Linked DNA regions of Zea mays: region 2 is linked to region 1. The links are chromatin contacts, called in public Hi-C maps. All regions are on one chromosome and are shown on one strand. Each heading gives the region's core, a stretch centred on a gene start, on an enhancer-like site or on the middle of the called end of the contact. The rest is flanking DNA. Distances are from core to core; before and after follow the strand shown. Region 1 has its middle 14 kb from the start of LOC100277581. Region 2 has its middle 65 kb from the start of LOC100216925.

The links. Hi-C and Micro-C count contacts between places; a contact is called where the count stands out from the background.
Region 2: a Hi-C map of leaf shows a contact between it and region 1, with 5 times the contacts expected there. The contact joins two enhancer-like sites. A contact is called at or near these places in 2 of 25 Hi-C or Micro-C datasets (ear and leaf).

Annotation. Positions count from the first base shown.
Region 1 is chr4:16,591,975-16,595,758 of Zm-B73-REFERENCE-NAM-5.0, reverse strand. No RefSeq gene overlaps it. Among protein-coding and RNA genes, the nearest start is that of LOC100277581, 14 kb to the left of the region's middle. Within about 2 kb of position 2,383, at least 17 of the 20 cell types and tissues checked have an H3K27ac peak or open chromatin away from gene starts, as enhancers often do. A contact at or near this core is called in ear and leaf, where this site is marked.
Region 2 is chr4:16,846,151-16,849,794 of Zm-B73-REFERENCE-NAM-5.0, reverse strand. No RefSeq gene overlaps it. Among protein-coding and RNA genes, the nearest start is that of LOC100216925, 65 kb to the left of the region's middle. Within about 2 kb of position 1,539, at least 18 of the 20 cell types and tissues checked have an H3K27ac peak or open chromatin away from gene starts, as enhancers often do. A contact at or near this core is called in ear and leaf, where this site is marked.

The sequences.
Region 1 (3,784 bases), core at 1,134-3,633:
CAGAATACTAGTCAATCCTTAGGTGGATCATGGTATGCGGGTTGATGAATTATAAAGTAAATGGGACATAATAGTCAGAGGACACTTGCCTTCACCAAACGAATGCTCAGGGTCTTCAACTTTGTAGAATTCGAAGAGTTGGTCACTTGGTCGTCAAAGCTTGATTGTCGATTCCTCGAAGCTTGGAAACGAATCGCGATCTAATCGCAACGCGAAGCGAAGACGAACAGGCACAAGCAAACAAACATATACATATGCATAAGAACATTACACCATACAAGATAAAACATCATAAAAACAAGCAATATAAAATAGAGAGTGCTTCTACGGTTATGCGAGGATAAGAAACACGACGGTCAAGCTACAGTCGAGAAGTTATCGCGTTTACGTTAAACAAATATTAACTATAACATTTAATTCGACATTATCAATTATAAATAATCTCTACCATTTAGTTTCGATTAATCTGTTACACTAACAGCTATCAGTTAAATAAGTAATTTAATTAACACGAGAGATTCTACGCGAGGCGAATTTACGATACACGAAACAACACGACAGCGTATAGAACGACGCGCGGACATGCACGACATAACATGCTAACGACACACGAAACAGCACGTGCGACCAGCGCAAATGACGCGCGAAGTAGCACGCCACCGCGTGCTGAACAACACGCGCGACATGCGAGAAAAACTAAATCGGTGACATGTTTATACTAAACAAGTGTTAACTAAATAGAAAGTAGTTAAATTAATATTAGTCATGTTAATATTTATTATAAAAGCCCAAGTTAAACACTACACATTTAATCTAATTAGAATATTAATCTAATAAATATTAGTGGAGCGAACCTTAAGTTAAGTATCTAAAATATATGGCCTGACGAATTAACGTTATTAACATGAGTCTTTATAAGCGAAAAACAATTTATTACCACGTGCAGACGTCGCGCGACACATGTGAAACAGCATGTGCGACACGCACGAACGACGCGTGACCACGCACGCAACAACACGCGAGTAACACATGGAACGGACACGCGAACAAACACGCTGACGGCGAGCGCCACACGTGCGAACAGCGTGCGTGAACAACGCGTGACCCACACGAATGATGTGTGACAACACGTGACACTGTGCGAAACGAAGCGCACGACATCGCGCGACACGCGCGAACCAACGCGACGACGTGCGCGAACGACACACGGATCAGCACGTAACCACGTGCAAAACCGCGTGCGCGACATGCGAGATAAACTAAATAAACGTCGTGTTTATATTAAATGAACATTAGGGCAGAACGTTTGAGTTAATATTAATCACGTCGACGTGCATTTATAAAGCGCAACTTAAAAACTATAAATTAGTTTAATTGAAAAGTCTAATTAATCGACGTTAGTTAAACAAAAACATAATTAATTATTTAAAACATGAGACATGGCAAAACGATGTTACTAACGCGTAGACGATGCTCACCCCGCGACGACGGCGGACGTCCGGACGAGCTTGTGGCGAAGCACGAGGACGTGCTGCGCGCACGACGCGAAGCGATGGCGAGGCTGCCGCTACGCCGCGCAGATTACGCCGGTGCTGCTGCGGGCATGAACGACGATGGCAATGACAACACACTGGGGTCACGCAGGATGCGCACGAGGTTGCGCCGGGCATGCGCAAGCGAGTCGCGGGCACGCCAACCACATGCAGGCCGTGCCGAGGGCACACACACGGGCCGCACCGGACGCGAGCGTGAGGCCACGACGGGGGCACACGGAAGGGTCGCGCCGGACGCGACCGCGAGGCCGCGCTGGGGGCACACGCACGGGCCGCGCCGGAGCACAGCCTGGCTGCGAGCAGCGGGTCGCGCTGACGTGCGCGCCAGGTGCACCAAGCGAGCCGCGCCGGCTGCGCGCCACGCTGGCCGCATGAGTCGCACGAAGCAGGCCGCGCCGGGCACGCAGGGCCGCGCGCAACGGCTGCACCTGCAAGCTGCACGGCCGAGTCATGCGCAACAGCTGCGCAGGCCGCGCACAGACGGGAGCTCGGGCTGCATGGGCGAGCCGCGCGCAACAGGGAGGGCCGGCGAGATGTCGTGGCTGCGCAAGAGAGGGAAGAACGGGGCCAATGAGATGGGCGTGAACTACTGTTGCGAAATCACCGCGACGTTGACGGATCTAGCAGACATAGGCACGTGCACAGCTGAGAAAAAGGAGGAGGTAGTTGAAAGAGATGACAGGTGGGGCCAAATTGCAGCGGCACTAGGCCAGCGACGCTCGGCTGGGCGTTGCCCACGCGCGCGCGGGCCGCTGGGGCACAGGAGCGTGAGCGTCTAGAGTGCGCTGGCGCGTGGCACCGCGGCCCAAGTCAGCTGGGCCGAATGGAAGCGGGAGAGGGGCTTGGGCCGGTGCGGGGCAGGCTGAAGGGATGAAGGCACGTGGGCCGCGCGGGGTGGGCCGGCCACGCGAGCTGCGAGAGCAAGCCAGGGATGCGGGGGAACTGGGCCGTGGACGCGCGCAGTGGCCTAGGAGTGCGAGCAAGATGCAGGGGGGAGGCGAAGGCACGTGGGCCGGGGTGGCCGAGTGACCCAGGAAGGGGGAACGGGCCACGATTGGGGAAAATGAAGGGGAAAGAATTCTGGGCTTTTTCTTTTATGTTCCTCTTCTTTTCTTTGTCTATTTCTCTTCTTCCCTTTCTATTTAAAATTGCTTTATGTTTTGAATTTAAAATATACGATGCCTTATGAATCTAGACGAATGCACAATAAAGCACAATCATCATCAAAAAAATGGTTGCTCCAGCATGATGCAATAATCAAAACTCTTTTAGGGTTTCATTTTACTACACTAAAAACTTGTATAAAATAACTCTCCATTATTTATAAAAAAGAGAAGAAAAGCGCTAAAGGAGAGAGTAACACCTGAATTTGGTGGATATTAGAAAAGAAATTTTATACCCCCAAATTCATGGTGTTACGGGTGGCGACAAAGGTGAAAGCATGATGCCGAGCCAAAGAGAAAAAGGCTAGTTAATCCGTGATGGTTTATGTTGTGATTATGTGTACATATTGGGGTTATAAATGTAATTGTACCCGGGCTGCGTCCCATACTCTTCACGCTGGATTGTAATCGCTCTCGCGTCAACACCTTCGAACAAGCTGAAGGTGCGTCCTTCATGACCTTCGTCTGAAGATCATTATATCTGAAAGGAGATGATGCCTTGGAGGACGAAGGTCTCTAATCTTTAACAATTATGTTGCCTTGTTCTTGATTCACAGTATTTGAGAACAAGAGACCAACACTAACCTAATAGCCAGATGTATAAGGCTCCACCACACTCAAATTCTAGAACCTAATAATTGCTAATTGGCTGGATCCAAATAGACAATTAAATCATAATAATGTGTTGCTAATTTTGGTCAATACAGTATTCTCGATAATCAAAATTGATATGGTGCTTTGGTAGATAATAAGTGCATTTGAGTGCCAGATTAATATGTAATGAATCTATATCATTAAAACATGATAGACAAAGATCAAAATAGGTATGGCATTTTTAGGTAATTTTTTTGTAAATGCCAATAAAAACCTTTAATTGTATAGATTTGATCTAAATAGCATTGTCATTAACATAAAAATTGAGTGGGTAATATATATTAGATGATATTGCTACTACAAGTAAAAACAAAAGATATGATATCTCTAAGTAAAATAGCAGAAATTGATTGCTCATGGTTAATTTGTTATTGCTCAAGTCTATATAATCATAGCCCCACAACAATAGGGAGA
Region 2 (3,644 bases), core at 290-2,789, 250 kb before region 1:
AAGAGATCAAAATTAATAATAATCCTGTAATGCAATGCAAATGACAGATTAAGTTTAATTCCATAAATCACTCATGTGAGGGCCCGAGCTGCTCATGACCGTGAGCACGACTGATATATCAATTTTACACTCTACAGAGGTTGCACATATTTACCCACAAGACGTGTTTCCCGATTAGCCAGGGTTAGCTAGACCCTTAGACACTTCCGAGGTGAATGACTAGGGATCCACTAGGAGGCCTTTACAAAGTTCCACTAAAGGAGAGAACCCACTATGGATTCCAGGCCGAAGGCGATGTAGGAATCCCTCGTTCAGAAAGCTAAAAATACAGTTCGACTCGAAGACCTCCCTACACCTGCACTCCTCCACCCCGCTTGCCCCTTTTAGGAAAGGATTAACTCACACTAGCTTTCCTAATTATTCAGCCAAGGGTGTCCCATTCCACCCTTGTGGTAGCACTGTTTTCCTGGATGGTCGCTCCATGTTCCACTTAACATAATAATCTTATCATGAACAATAATTAAACAAACAATATTAATGGAACATGATCATAATTCAGTATAACATTAATCCCAAAACCAGGTAGAGCAATAGCATGTCTACCCAATAGTTCATTTGTTTGCAAGGTGTGGGGTAAACAAAACAAGTGAAACCTATTAGGTCCCATCAAATCAAACTGAGCATGTCACAGTGATTAATAGAAACATTATTAGGTAAAGAAGAGTGATCAAGGGCACAACTTGCCTATTTGGTGCAACTCCAGGTACTTCTCCAATGTAGAATGTAGGTGCATCGCAACCTCGCTTCTATCGTAGCAATACATATAGAGAGGCAAAGACTAGGTAAAAATAAAATTACATCAAAACATATGAACAAAAAATGTAATAATATTCTACGCATTGCTACAAGATTGTAGATTCGAGAATTACAAAAATCGGAGTTACGATAAAAAAAAGATTTGGTTTTCGAAAGACCTACGTGATTAAACAATTAAAACTAGGTCTTACGTTCATTTTATAAATCATGTGAGAAATATAATCTAAAGAAATAACTAATTCAGCTTTAATCCAAATTATAACTTGAGTAGAGATCATATCTTAGTCAGATTATAATTATGGAAAGATTAAGCAAGATTACTCCACTAAACATAGGCTAAATAAATATATAATTATAAAATTGTATAATATGATAAAGATATTGTTGTTATAGTGTAGGTAATTTTATTACGGCGCCAACACAATTTAAATGAATTAAATCGGAGCTACAACGCAAAAGATATGAATTTAATAAGATTTGGATTGATTTTGTATTAGAAATCTATATTCAGGGATCTGTTTGTGAGAAAATCGGGACTTGAATGTAATTACTAGTGTAAATGGGAGGGCTCGGGTGTAAAGCTGTTACCCCAGGACAATGGGTTGAGGTTCCAAACAGCCTAGGGTCAATTCTGCAAAGATGCGGACATATGTGTAATGGTCTTTGTATAGTAGTGGATTGCGAGTGAAATAGAGATAAATGGAGGGGCTCTTTTGCACTATTCCGAGGCCGAAGGGGATGGGGCGCGCTGAGCCGTCCGATCGGATCTCATCGGCCATGATTAAACTACTCTTTATCCGAACAATAAGAAGTGACGGTCGTAGGATCAAAAATCCATGGCTCGGATTTTATGAACCTGAGATCTCATCCTGCCCGTTTAGATTTAGATCATGGATTTAGATTTTCTCAATAGAATCGGTACGTTACCACTAATCAGAGTCGTCCACCAGCCGATCTACGGCCCATATTCAAGGTGTCCCCATTCCAATCATTTGCATCCATCCACGGATCGATGACTACCACACACTCGTCTCCCTTTGATCTAGTGTTCGGTGGCGCCGCTTGATTCCACGACGGAGGACACACCGGCGCCCCCATAATCCGACCGCCCTGAGCCTAAAAACTCGCATGGACTGATGCTAATCAAAGCTAAGAAGAAACTGATCCTAGGGATGGAATTATTACCGTAAATTGCAGTACGGATATTACTGGCCATGACGGAGTGCGGCACCGCGGCCATGGTGATCGCTGGAGAGCAATACTAGCCATTCCACATCACATCTTCGACCCTCCTGGCTCCGTGATCTCACGTTCTCCTCCCGAGGCCAGACCGGCGGCCAAGGTAGGATCCGACCGCGACGGCGCTCGCCAACATCCTTCTTGGTCATTTTAATTTGTTGGTGTGGTTAGCAAGGCAGGTCGAGATGGGGAGGCAGGGGCCAAGTTTTATAGTACATGGCGAGGGCTAGCGAGGATCACGGAGGGTCCCAACTAACCGAATTTGTAGGACTTTAGTTCGCGATGTCCGCGCGACAAGCTCGGTGCGAGGAGGTTGAAGGAAGTCCTGACGCGGCGGCCCCACCAGGCAGTGATACGCGGTCGCGCGCGAGTGAAGGCCCTCGCTGACCAGGCGAGTCCCGCGTGGCGGTGTCCTGGCACGCGCGGTGTGGGTCGAGCATGGGAACCGACTTGGTCGACCAAAGCGGTGAAGGAGTAAAGGGAGAGTTGGGCAGGCTTGTGGTCTGTTGGATATGCAAACTAACACAACACGAGGGTACAAGTCGAAGCTATAATTCAGAGAGCTTCGGCATGACAACGCCTTGAGACGAAGGGCAGCACCGACTTAAAGAGTAAAAGACTGTTTAGTCCTTGTTGATTTGTGTTTTGGTTATGATTAGTTATCGAGGATACAAATGTAATTTTGTCCGGGCTGCGTCCCGTGCCTATAAATAGATGAACAGTACTCCAGTACTATTCACGCTGACTGGTATTCACTCGCACGTCACTCTTGGACTTATACCTTCTATCAAGGCGAAGGTATAAATGTAATTCATTATTATTAATTTTTGTACATGATGAGATAATGAAAATACAATTCAAGATAATTGCTCATATTATCTTCCATGTTTCATATGCTTCTCTACTTTCATTATTATATGCTGAGATGATGAAGGTATGTCCTTCATAACCTTCGTCTGAAGATCATTATATCCTTAGAGAGATAATGCTTCGAAGGATGAAGGTCTTTAACCATTAACATTTTGTGTTGTCTTGTTCTTAACTCATAGCATTTGAGAACAAGTCTCCAACATTGGCGCCCACCTATGGTGAACTCACTTCCACTGTTGAGCTGATGGCTTCGTTTAACAACGAAGTTGTAGCACCTTTGGTTACGAAGCTGGAGCTCCCAATCATGGGTGGTTCAAGTTCAGAGTCAGCCAACAAGAAGCAGAAGAAGGAAGCACAGAGAAGAGTGCAGCATGTTGGGGTGCAAGGACCGTTCGTCAGGTCCAAGTGGTCCCACATCCCAATCACCTTCTCCCAGGAGGATCTTCAGCTAAAAGACTATCCTCACAATGATGCTATGGTCATATCTTGTGTCATTAAGGGATTTCTGGTCCACAATGTTCTAGTTGACACAGGCAGTGCAGCGGACATTATATTTGCAAAGGCTTTCAGGCAGATGCAAGAACCAGATGACAAGATTCATGATGCTACACACCCTCTTTGTGGCTTCGGAGGATGGCAGATTGTGGCACTTGGCAAAATCACAATGTCAGTTACCTTCAGTTATGTCCACAACATAATAACTGAGCAAGTTGTTTTTG